Linked DNA regions of Arachis hypogaea: region 1 is linked to region 2. The links are chromatin contacts, called in public Hi-C maps. All regions are on one chromosome and are shown on one strand. Each heading gives the region's core, a stretch centred on a gene start, on an enhancer-like site or on the middle of the called end of the contact. The rest is flanking DNA. Distances are from core to core; before and after follow the strand shown. Region 1 overlaps LOC112750532 (receptor-like protein 4). Region 2 holds the start of LOC112750530 (serine/threonine-protein kinase STN7, chloroplastic).

Evidence for each region. A called contact is a pair of places that touch in the nucleus more often than the background predicts.
Region 1: a Hi-C map of an unstated tissue shows a contact between it and region 2, with 5 times the contacts expected there. The contact joins the enhancer-like site here to the promoter of LOC112750530 in region 2. A contact is called at or near these places in 2 of 8 Hi-C or Micro-C datasets (leaf and an unstated tissue).

Annotation. Positions count from the first base shown.
Region 1 is chr15:120,163,056-120,169,799 of arahy.Tifrunner.gnm2.J5K5, reverse strand. It overlaps LOC112750532 (receptor-like protein 4), which reads right to left. Exons shown (of 9, transcript XM_025799299.3): 9 at 3,483-4,217. The coding sequence ends at 4,108. Among protein-coding and RNA genes, the nearest start is that of LOC112753172, 8.8 kb to the left of the region's middle. Within about 2 kb of position 4,184, at least 1 of the 3 cell types and tissues checked has open chromatin away from gene starts, as enhancers often do.
Region 2 is chr15:119,658,326-119,665,263 of arahy.Tifrunner.gnm2.J5K5, reverse strand. LOC112750530 (serine/threonine-protein kinase STN7, chloroplastic) reads right to left here and starts at 2,572. Exons shown (of 10, transcript XM_025799297.3): 1 at 1,930-2,572; 2 at 1,476-1,559; 3 at 971-1,090; 4 at 728-826; 5 at 311-479; 6 at 1-83. The coding sequence starts at 2,373.

The DNA.
Region 1 (6,744 bases), core at 2,935-5,434, 500 kb before region 2:
ACTGGCGTTCAACTCCAAGAATGACCTCTCCACGTGTAAACTTCAAGCTCAGCCCAAGCACACACCAAGCGGGCCCCGGAAGTGGATTTCTGCATCAATTACTTATCTCTGTAAACCCTAGTAACTAGTTTTTATAAATAGGACTTTTTACTATTGAGTTTTCATCTTTAGTTTCATCTTTAGATCACGTTTGGGGGCTGGCTTCTCGGCCATGCCTGGACCTTCATCACTTATGTATTTTCAACGGTAGAGTTTCTACACACCATAGATTAAGGTGTGGAGCTCTACTGTTCCTCAAAGATTAATGCAAAGTACTACTATTTTTCTATTCAATTCAACTTATTCAGCTTCTAAGATATTCATTCGTACTTCAATATGATGGATGTGATTATCGTGATAGTCATCATCATTCGCAACTTATGAACGCGTGCCTGACAACCACTTCCGTTCTACCTTAGATTGAATGGATATCTCTTGGATATCTAATACAGGGGACCGAGTCCGAGTTATTAGTGTCTTCGTGGTATAAGTTAGAACCCATGGATGGCCATTCCTGAGATCCGGAAAGTCTAAACCTTGTCTGTGGTATTCCGAGTAGGATCTGGGAAGGGATGGCTATGACGAGCTTCAAACTCGCGAGTGCTGGGCGTAGTGACAGACGCAAAAGGATCAATGGATCCTATTCCAGTATGATCGAGAACCGATAGATGATTAGCCGTGCCGTGACAGAGCATTTGGACCTTTTTCACTGAGAGGATGGGATGTAGCCATTGACAACGGTGATGCCCTACATACAGATTGCCATGGAAAGGAGTAGGTTGATTGGATGAAGACAGCAGGAAAGCAGAGAGCAATGAGGAACGAAAGTATCTCTATACGCTTATCTGAAATTCTCACCAATGAATTACATAAGTACCACTATCCTATTTTATATTTTATTTAATTTTCATCCACTATAATTTCTTAAAACTATTTGAATCCGCCTAACTGAGATTTACAAGGTGACCATAGCTTGCTTCAAGCCGACAATCTCCGTGGGATCGACCCTTACTCACGTAAGGTTTATTACTTGGACGACCCAGTGCACTTGCTGGTTTGTTGTACGAAGTTGTGAAACAGATATAAGATCATGAACGTGCGTATTGAGTTTTTAGCGCCGTTACCAAGGAATGGAATGATCACGATTTTGCACACCAGCTTCCGTGTTCGTTGTTGTGTCTTTCCTTGGTGGCCAATTTGCCTTCGAGTTCCTGGACCCGGAGGCAGAGATCTTGAATGGTTTGTGCCGCTTTGTCCCCTGTTTTCTTGGGGTGTCGCGGTTCCGTGATATGATCGTTCATGTGGTGGATAGTGCTTGCTATCCTGCCTTGGTTTATGACCTCCTGGTGTTCTGGGGTCGGATGGAGCGGTCGAGAATCATCCCGGCTTGAGGAGGTTTCTTCCAGTACGTCCCCCATTCCGGCTTTGGACGGCGCAGTTCCCCACAGACGGCGCCAATGTACAAGATGTCTCTGGTACGGGTTGAAGGATGGATCGGGAACCTGCGGGTCGAGGCGAAGACCGGGTCGTGTGACTGGAGTGATGGGGGGAGGTACCTGCAAAGACACTCCGACGCTCAAGTCAGAATGGATCTGAGAGGTGTAAGGTGTGAGGAATGAATGAATACCTGGAGGGACTTGGGTCCTCTATTTATAGGTGATGACGAGTATCTTATCTTATCTTATTTGGCTAAAATAAGGTAGACGTTTGAATTCGAAAGTTGGTTAGGAGCTCTGGAGGGCCGGTTTCGGGCCTTCTAGGAGAGAGGTGCGGGTCGGACCTGGGAAGCCGGGTTTGGGTGTAGTCCCGGGTCCAGGATCCGTGGCTCGGATCTGTAACAATATATTATATATATTTTTTATAATTCAGATCAACGGTTAAAACAACTGGTGCACTGGTATTCCCGGTGCACTTGAAATGTTTCCAATAGTATTATACCAACCTAACACGAGAAAAGCTTAAATTTGGCCTTTGAAGTTTTACTTGATAATCAGTTTGATTCTCGAGATTTAAATATATTTAGTTGGTCCCTCAATGTTATAACCATGAATCATGTTAGTTATTTTGCCACCAATCTAGCTAATAAAATACTTATGTGTATAAATAATCGATCACAAATAAATGGCTAGGATTAATAGTCATATTAGTCCCCGAAAGATAAGACATTCTTCAAATTTATTCCTGAAATATTTTTTCAATCAAATTAGTCCTTCAAAGATTGTGAATTAATCATATTTGTCTTCCAGTCACTCTATTAACAATTTTCTTTAAAGATTGATAGTGTAAAACGTTAATTGATAACATATATAATACATGATATATCTAATTGGATATTGACCAAATATGTTTATGAAAATTTATTAATTTAGTCATTTTCTCCAATTACAAAAATTCTATTTCCAATATGACCTAGTGACTAAATTGATAAATTTTCGTAAACATATTTAGTCAACGTCTAATTGAACATGGTATGTGTCATGTATGCTATTAGTTAATATTTCACATCATCAATCGTTGACGAAAATTGTGAGTAGAGTAACTGAAGGACAAATATGATTAATTCGTAATCTTTGAAAGACCAATTTAATTGAAAAAATCTTTTAGGAACGAATTTAAAGAATGGCTTATCTTTCAGAGACTAATTTAATTATTAACTCTAAATGGCTAGTTAACACTTAACATTGTACTATGTGACTCAATAACCTTAAACAAATTACAAGAAAATAATTGAACCATAGCCATCACACCAATCCTCTCCACATGTGGAACATACTTCTCTCTAAGGCTTTGTTTGGATGGATGGAACTAAGTGAAAAAGATGAAAGGAAGAGAAAAAAAAGTGGAGTGGAAGTTTATTTTTCCTTTAATTGTTTGGATGAAGAGGAATATATTCAATCCACTGAATATAAAATCAACCACTAGACCAGTCTGGTTAAGGACAAAGCTAGAGCATTTTTTAAAAATGGCCAATATGAAAAATATAACCCTAGAAAAATGAAAAAAATTAAAATTAGGATAGCTAACCTAAAAAGTAAAGGCTTTTATACACTTAAATTTTTAATTTTGGGGGAGAGAGACATCCCCCAAGTATATACTAACCTCTAATTGAGTCCGGTTCAAAATAAAAATGTTTGACAAAAATTTGATCAAAAATTTAAAAAAAAAAAAAAGTCTATAACCAATCAAACTTAATAATTAACCGATTTAAAATAATAAATAAACAATCAATTTTTTTAAATTATACATTTTATATATAAATATATTATTTTATTATACTTAAATTGAATTTCAATTGAACTTTTAAACTTCTACTTATCAAATTTTTATAACCTTACCGATAAGACATTACATGTGAGTATATATCTTAGCATAATGCTACCTCAGTAAAATCCCAAAAAAACTCAAGAATTATACCTCGAATCTTCAGCAAATCAAACTCTAAGTTTTATCTCAAAGAAATGTATTGAGATTTCTCCGTTAGCTTTATTTACTATAACAGAAGCTTAAAATACATCGTACAACAAAATCCAGTCACTGCTACTTTAGCTACACAATTACATCACAAATTCACAATTAATAAAAAAAGACAATTACATCACAAATTCACAATTAATAAAAAAAGAAAAATCTAGTAGCTACACAGATCAAATGAGTATAAAAAAAAGAATGGACTCTAACTTGGTCAAATTTCATCCATAGATGCTTAAACTTTTTGTTTGTTCCCATTACACATTCAGCAGAAGCAGTAGACGGGTATTGACATAAAAGGCAATATAATATTGTATATAATATGCCTTCATGTGATTGGTCAAAAAAATGTGACACAAAGCAACACATATATAACAAGTGGATTCTAGAATCCTTGATGAGACAGTGAAACGGGAAAGGCAAATCCCAGAGCCATTTTTTTTTTTTTTTTTGGTTATTCGAAAGCCGCATGTTTAGTCACATCGTGGCCAACGATTGATGGAGTAAGGCTTTCAATCTCCCATAGGCTGTGTTGGTGTGTATGTTTAGCCGAAAAATATGAAAATCAATCCTTCCTTGGGCAATTTCATTTGGAAAGGGTTATTGTTGAGTGTAGGGTGAGGCTACCAATCCCTTGGCATGTTGACTCTCCATCTCAAGAAGCATCAATGACTTTTGCCTCTGGTATCTGTTTCTCTTGGCGGCTAATGCTGCAAAAGAAACAACATAATAGTCAACAGTTAGAATAGGATTGATTAAAGAAATAAAAGATATCACTAATGCTATTTCTGCGACTCACTTTGACAACAATCCAAACAACTACTCACAAATCCCGTGTGATGTGATTTTGCAGGGGCTTATTTTATTTTATCTTATTTTACTATTTATTTTTTTGTGTCTGTAATCACATTCCACAGGGGTGGTTGATAAGTTGATTGGTTGGAGAGTCATCAAAATAGTAAAACTGAATAGATATACCAAGCTCTGTCAAATCAATCATTTTTAGATGGCTTAACATTTTCATTTGAAGACAATACAATTCGGTAAAAGTGTACTTTAGATGGCTTCTACTTTGAAGATAGTTGACAATGCACAATGTTGAAAATTCAGGTCATGCATGTCAAATATCAAAGCATGAAGTAGTAACAGTTCAGTAAAAGATTGTAGAAAATATGTGCAAGAAACTAAGAGATCAGGGAACAACAAGAATCCCAGCTAAGAAATCTAGCAACAGTTGTAAGTATTTCTGGTGGCTTTGATAGTGGATCTGGAATCACAAACCTATTATGCATTTTTTATCACAAACATTCTTTTCTAAGCACAGAGTTACACTGAAAGTAAGTCATACTCTTGAAGCAGGTGTTATATATATATATATATATAGAGAGAGAGAGAGAGAGAGAGAGAGAGAGAGAGAGAGAGAGACTTTTCTAGCTATTGAACTAACAAATAGGTAACATAATATTCGAATAGAGTCCTCTTCAATCTTCAATAAGAAAATAAATCTAAATTCTAGAAGAATCCTTTGTAACAACAAATAGGATAAAAGTGTTTCTAAATTTTTCTTTCGAGGGACTAATATGTGTAAATTCATAACTTATTCCAATTTTGCCGGCATATTAAAGCTTATTCTTGACCTATATTCTTGAAATGTTTATAGAAATATTATGCATTTTTAATTATTAATACAAAATATCTAAAATTCCTTATATAATTAAAAAAGATATTAAAAATATTTTGAAAAAATAGTTTGTACTTTGATATCTATAAAATATCAAGATATTATCATTTATCTACAAAATAATCTATATCTTAGTGTGGAAAAGATGAAGATGCTTAGATGAATGAGCGGCCAAATACATATGGAAAGAATAATGAATGAGGATATAAGAAGAAAAAGTTGGAATAACACCTATTGTTGCATAAATGGTAGAATCCCGTGTTAGGTGTTTCAGACATGTGCAGAGAAGATTGGTAGAGTATTCAATTAAGAGGGTGACTCAAATAGAAGATAGATAAGTGGCAAAAGATGGAAGAAGACCTAAACGAACCATGTACAAGATGGTCAAAAGAGATTTATATGTAAACAGTTTCACTTGAAAGATGACATATGATAGGACACAATAGCATTATTTAATCCATGTAACAGATATCACCTATGGATAAGACTTTGCTTCTGATGTTTGTTGTGGTTGAGAAGGAATGTCTGTCTTTAATCAAGTTTTTTACCCCTCTATTTGTTATGGGAGTCGTCCTTTTCATAACATATTTGTAGTGATCACTACCCAATCTAATCATTTAACATATGCAAAAGGATTGACGGTAAAAGATTCATTGGTTCTTTTTTGCACTAATGATGGTGTGCAATTACAGTAACCGTTAAAGCATAAGTTTGGAGATCTAAAGGCTGTTAATTAATGGCCCCTATTTCTCACATTTTGAACCCAGCTTTATGTGTGATTTATCATTACTCCACTTTTTTTTTTTTTCGTTACTTCTCTCTTTTCCACCATATTAACGTCCTCTATTTCACTAAATTATCACAAAAGTAGCAAGAAGCAACATGAAAATCCCAATCTGATTTGCATCCAGCTTATCAGGTGACAAAAACAAACTCATGAAGCTTTGATGAGTCCCATATGAGATGATCTTTGTTAGATTTCAAGAGTTGAATATATGAATCAGCAAGTGTATGATCTTGATCAGAGATGAATCACAGAATTGTAAGTTTCTTGGAAAGGAAGTAAAGTATCTCAATTGCATGAATGATTAATCTGATTACAAAGGAGAGACTAGTGATACTCTAACTAACTATGTGAGCTCACTAACCATTCTCTTGCTCAACTAATTCAGTTATGGCTACACTACTCTTATCAATCTTTAAGTGCTCCTTCCAAGAATATTGCACCACCTGTTGGAGAACTAACCACAAGTGTAATACAGCGATTACATTGTCCAGCATTAAATGCCGAAGTCTTGGCAAGAGAACATTCTCGATTCAACCTCCTTTCCACCATATTAACGTCCTCAATTTCATAGGAGGAAAGAAAAAGGGGGAGCAATGACAATAATTTTGAATAATATTTAGGATCAATGTACTAGATAGAAAACAAATACATAAAATTGAAACCAAAATGTGAGGAATAAGTGTCACCACTTAAGAGCCATCAAATCTCAGCCTATGATCCAACTGTCATTCTAATTGTGCAAGTGTGCAACATTAGTGCAAAACAATGA
Region 2 (6,938 bases), core at 1,323-3,822:
GAGAAACTCCTTGGGAATATAGTTAATGCCAACTCGCAGGTCTGCAGCAGCTCCAAGATCAATGATTTTGAATGTTCGCGACCCTGATCCCAGGATTAGAAAGGAAACAAGATCTTAATAGGGGTTTTTTCTTCTTGAAAGAAGGAGCTCAGCACAATAAAGTGGAGTTTATTACAAGGTAAACAATAACACAAAATAAAGACTCAATAAAAGACATACTAAACAAAAGAAACCCTGATCTTAACTTTGATTATGAAAACTTTTCATCAGGGAGGGAAAAAAATAAGATATGCAAGGTTCAGATTCTTACCTTCAGAGAAAATAATGTTCTGTGGCTTAATATCCCTATGCACAATGCCAGTTGAGTGAAGACCGTCTAATGCAAACAACAGTTGCCTCATGATTGTTTGAATAATTCTGTTTTCTCTTTCGACTCCCTTCGGCAAGTCCTGAACCTCACCCAGAATTAATGTTTCAACCTGTAATTTGCGGCACTAATCACTATGGCTGATACCGGAGACATAAGCATTCATGACTTACCAATAAAGCATAAAATTGAAGAGTTTAATATGAACAAAACGCTTCAGAAACATAGTGAAATAATGAGTAAAGGCTACGGAATATTATTGTAATAATTTCCTACTACTTTATCAGAAAATTGTAAGGTTAATACTTAATACTATTAAAATTGATGATTTGCATCACGACGAGTAACGAGACTACTAACATTGTATGGAAATTCTCTACTCTGCAGCAAGTCAGCTAGGGTAGCATCCCCTTCAAACCGCCATATAAGCCAGTATTCGGGAGCCTTCTTTGAAGAGCTCTGCAAATGGTTTGTGATTATGAGGACAACTGCTATAACTAAAACTAAACTGTGAACTTATGTAACTGAAAAATGTCTTTAATTTCTCCATACAACTATGATAGTGAAGTTCATGAAGAAGTAGTAGTTTTAATTGAGCAACACCTCAAGAAACCCGTATAGAAAATCTGCGCAGCTGCTTGCACAAGCTCTCCGTACGCGCTCATTCATCCAAATTTCTACGGCACCATATTCAGTAGCTTTCTTCAAGACTAAGTCACCTTCCTTCCATTGAGAACCAAAATAGAAGCATAAGTCATACCAATACTATTCAAGCAATCTAACATTTCTAAATCTCACAGGTGCTGAGGCACATATGCCACTCATTTTTGTTTCTTGAAAGCATGATATTCATGAGCAATTAAACTTAAAATGACACCGTTTTCAAAAAAAAAAAAAAATTCATAAACAAATGACATGAAAATTCAATGATCTAGTAAAGTGCACCATGAAAAATGCAAGCAAGAACCAACTAAGGCAAAAAAAACATAAGTGAGAAACTCCATTATTCTAGTAGCTTCCAAATAGGCAGCCCACAAGCATCCTGCATTAACATAGGATCTGCAAAGGACCATAGTAGCTTCCAAATAGAATAGTAATTAATTAATACCTTTGAAGAGGGCTTGGACGGTGTTGCTCTATAAACTACTCCAAAGGATCCCTCCCCTAACTTCTTGCCCACAACAAAGTCATCCTGCCAAAAACAATAAACCAACGTCAGCAATAACAGTTACAATCAAGAGCAGAAGCAATATTAACAATTAACCTATATGAACCAAGCATTGTTGAGTCATGACGCGATGAATCAAACAAGTAGTGGGTCATATTTAACATTTAAACCATTAACATCTAAATATTTTATAGTAGCATTATCCATGGTGCACTCTAGCTAAATGGACATATACTAAAATCAAAAGTAATGTAAATTCTTAACAGTGAAGTACTAATTAATCAACCATAATTTTTACTTCTATATAAGTAACGAAATAAGAGATATTATAGAATGAAAATAAGAATTGGCTAAAGTAACATAAAGAAAAAGAAATGAAGTTGAACTGAGTGACCTTTCTATAAGTGGGTCTGAACAATCTCTCAACAAAAGCAAGAACAAACATGTCAAAGAAACCAGGTGCAACCCCAGGTGTGGCCCAAAGGTAAGAGAGAGCACTCAAAGCAAGAACCGCACCAGGAACTGTAAGAGTCAACCCATTTGACTTTGGTAGTGTGCTCCTATAAATTAGGTCCCCACACTCCATCACAGTGCAAGGGAGACCAACCCCAACACCCACAAAGAGGTTGTGAATGGAATCAAGAACCCATTCACTTGCACCACCACCACCACCTAATGCAAACACTTGAAAAGGAGGCTTCTTTCTACTGCTGCATGGTAGAGAAGAAGGTTTGATTCTGAATCCATGGCCCAGAAAGAGGGATTTGTTGTGCTTTCCTTTGTTTGCTTGGAGCTTTGTTAACCCTGCTCCTATTCCACTTGTTGCTACAGTGGCCATGCCAGTTCCTCAGTTTACACTTCCTGGCTTTGTGGTAGAAAAAATGGCGGAGAACTTCACTTCATTGTTTCTTTTCTCCTTCCGTTTTAGACCACAAGTTTCTTTTTCATTTTTTGATTTCCTTTTTGTTTATTTTAAATTGCAAACACTAATATCAAATCAACAACAGTGAGGGAACAATTCATTTTTCTTTTGTTTTAACTTTTCAAGTTTTCATTATATACTTCTTATCGGGCTTGTTTGGGTGAGTTTTTTAAAAAATATCTTTTTTCGAGTTATCTTTTTTTAAAAGATCTTATGGAGAAGTAAAAGTAATTTTATGTTTGGATATCTCATATAAAAAGGTCTTTTTATCAATCAATTATGTTTGGGTATAACAATATAAAAATACTTTTTTTTATTTATTACATGAAAAATATTTTTTTTTTAAGGAAAAAAGATCTTTTAAAAAAAGATGTAAATTACAGCTTCTCAAAAAAGATTTTTTTTTATTTTACTAGTGCTTTTACTTTTACTACTAGAAATTTACCAAACACGTTAAAAAATAAAAAAAGATCTTTTTTTATTGAAAAAAGATCTTTTTTTAACAAAATAATAGCGCCCAAACATGCACTTAGTATTACCAATTCTACAGTGTCTATAAATTTTTGTCTAAATTTTGTTTAATTTATTTTTTTAGTAAGTCTTAATTTTTTAAAAATTATTTATTTTTATATTTTTTAAATTAAATAATAATTTTTTAATTTTTTTAATAAATAGACATAATAATTTTAAATTTTTTTAATAATTTTTATATTTTGTTTAGTATTATTATCACCGTTACTAGATGAACACAAAAAATTAATTTTTAAATAAAAAAATATTTTTATATAAAATATTTAAATATAAAATTATTTTTAATTTTTTAAAAGATTTTTAAAAATATTACTTGAAACAAATTTTTTAAAACTTCACTCAAATAAATATTAAATATAATCACACATTTCTATTTATTTAACATAATTTTTAAATTAATATATGAGTATGAATAATTGTAATTGATTTCGAGATGAATTAAATATATTCTAGGAAACATATAAATCTTTCTCCTATCACTTTAATTTGTATTGATTAAAACCATATATCATTACTAAATAACGAGACGATAAAAAATATAATAGATATTAGAAAATTCAATCAGGTAAAAAAATTTTCTTATATTATAATCTCTGATTTAAATCTTTATTATACGATTATTGTGTGTGTGTGTTATATTTATATTTATTATATCTGCATATTGATAGTTATTATTTCAGTATTTAACTATTTATTGTGGCTGAGGATTTTGGGAAATGGATTAAGGAATAATATCGGTCACGGATAGATACTAAATGGAAAATTCTGTGGTGCTGGTGAAACGTGTCCCGCTTTGGTGCGAACTGCTGTGCCGTTCATGCGTGAGGAGCTATTCAACCGTTGCAGCTTGTACCAGGAGAGTTCAGCAGTGAGTCCCGCAGCTCAGAGAACGTGCATCATAAATTTCAGCTACAGATTGCATCGAGTATGGTAATGACCTTAGTTTAGTAAAGTAATTATAATATAATATTTATTTATTAGAAATGCTACACATCCTTGTAACCATATAATTAAGTTAGCCCAATACCAAAAAAATCAATACCATTAAATGAAACGTGAAATACACGCGCCCAACACACACAAAATCGCTCTTGCCCACCGCTTCTTCTCCCCCACGCTTCTTCTTCTTCTTCTTCTTCTTCTTCTTCTTCTTCTTCTTCTTCTTCTTCTTCTTCTTCTTCTTCACGTTCGTCTTCTTCTTCTTCTTCTTCACGTTCGTTTACGCACGGAGCGTCTTCTTCTTCTTCGCCTTCTTCTTCGCGTTCCTCATTCTCCTCCTTTTTTACATTCCTTCTTCTTCACGTGTTTTCTTCTTATCGTCATTCTTTTGTTCTTGTTGCTGCTGTATTTTTTTTATCTTTTCCTCCTTCTCTCTCTGGTGAAGAAGCAGTAGAAGGTGAGGAAGAAGAGTTTTGAATAGTGCAGAATGAACCGAACACAGTACTCATGGTGAACCGAACACAATACAATTGTATAGTATTGAGTGAACGAAACATAATTCATTATATAAAATCAAATTCAAACAGCTTTCTGCAGAATAAACCGAACACAGTACTCATGGTGAACCGAACACAGTACTCATGGTGAAACAATTGTATAGTACTGAGTGAACGAAACATAATCCATTATATAAAATCAAATTCAAATAACGCTGCCTACAATTTACATATTATCAATTCAATTCAATTCAATTCAGTACACCTCTGTCCATTTAATTCAATTCAAATTAGCAATTACATTCCATTCAATTCGATTCAAAATTGAATAATCCAAACTTTGTCAGTTTAATTCGTTTCAGAAGAGTAATCCAAATCTCTCTCCTGTTTATGAAAAAATTATGAACCCCTAAACACTGAACCCTAAACCTTAAACCCTAACCACTAAAACCAGAACCCTGAACCCTGAACCCATAAACCCTAAATCCCTAAAACCCTAAACCATAAACCCTACACCCTAAAACCTAAACCTTAAACCCTAAACCCTGAACCCGAATCCTGAACTCTGAACTCTGAACCCTGAACGCTAAACCATAAACCCTAAACCTTAAAACTTGTACCCGAACCCTGAACACTGAACTCTGAACCCTGAATGCTAAACTCTAAACCCTGAACCCTAAACCTTGAACCCTACTGTATACCCAAAACTCCTAAAACCCTGAACCCTGGCCCCTAAACCCTCAACCATGAACACGGTGAACCGAAATTAATACACGGAGCGAACCGAAAGTTTGAAACACACTGAACTCCTGTACACTGAACCATGAACCCATAAACCCTAAAACTCTAAACCCTGAAACCCTATCGTCATTCTTTTGTTGTTGATTTGCATTGCCTTTGTCGTTCTCCTCTAGTCGTGTTCATTGGTGAACGAAATTGTGATCATACTTTTCACAACTCCGCACAACTAACCAGCAAGTGCACTGGGTCGTCCAAGTAATACCTTACGTGAGTAAAGGTCGATCCCACGGAGATTGTCGGCTTGAAGCAAGCTATGGTTATCTTGTAAATCTTAGTCAGGAGATTAATGATAAGAATGATTTTGTTTATGAAAAGTAAATAACATGAAATAAATAGTACTTGTGATTCAGTAATGAGGAACAGGTTGAGGTTTCAGAGATGCTCTGTTGTCTGAATCTCTGCTTTTCTACTGTCTTCTTCTCCAAACACGCATGGCTTCCTTCAATGGCAAGCTGTATGATCCTCTCAGATGAAAAATACTAGGTACGGTTTCTGCACGGCTAATCAACTGTCGAATTTCTCGTCTCAGATGAAAAATACCAGGTACAGTGATAAACCATTATTTTAGGGTTTATCTTGTGCTCAATTGAGTGGTTTTTATCAAGTATTTGCACACTTATTCATACTAATTGCATGGTTTTACATTTTCCTTCCTAATCTTGTGCTATGATTGGAAACATGCTTCTTTGGCCTTAATTTTGCTATGTTTAATCCCTTCTTATTACCATTCGATGCCTTGATATGTGTGTTAAGTGATTTCAGGATTTATAAGGCAGGAATGGCTTAGAGGATGAAAAGGAAGCATGCAAAAGTGGAAGGAATACAAGAAGTTGAAGAAATTGCTAAGCTGTCCAGCCTGACCTCTTCGCACTCAAACGGTCATAACATGAGCTACAGAGGTCCAAATGAGGCAGTTTCAGTTGCGTTGGAAAGCTAACATCCAGGGCTTCGCAACGATATATAATTTACCATAGCTGCCTTAAAGATAGGTGACTCCCATGTGTGGATCACGTGCACGCGTGACCTGGAGAAAAATCAATCCACGCATACGCGTGGACGACGCGTACGCGTGACAGTGCTGCGTGCGGGACGTATCAGAAATTGCTGGGGACAATTTCTGGGCTGTTTCTGACCCAGTTTTTGGCCCAGAAAATACACATTAGAGGCTATAAAGTGGGAGAATCCATTCATTCATTAGAACAACATTCATAATTGACAATCTTAGGTTTTAGATGTAGTTTTCTAGAGAGAGAGGCTCTCTACTCTCTCTAGGTTTTAGGATTTATGATTTCTCTTAGTTTTAGGATTATTTCTCCTCAATTCCAGGTTCAATGTTCCTTTAATTTATGTTTCTCTTCTACTTTTATTTATTCTAATACTTTGGTTTCTTTATTTCTCTTGGTAATTACTTATATTGCCAAATTGGCTTATGAACTCTTTATGTTAGATTTGAATTTTTGTTTAATGCAAATTGAGGTATTCCAGATTTATGATTTTAATTTAGCTTTTTACATTCTTAGCTTAAACTGATTAATTGGTGACACTTGAGTTATCAAACTCCATTGTTGATTGATAATTGGAATTTGCTGGTTGATTTGGATCCCTCTAAAGCTAGTCTTTCCATAGAAGTTGACTAGGACTTGAGGAATCAAATTGATTAGTCCACTTGACTTTTCTTTATTTAGTAAGGGTTAACTAAGAGGGAGCAATAAA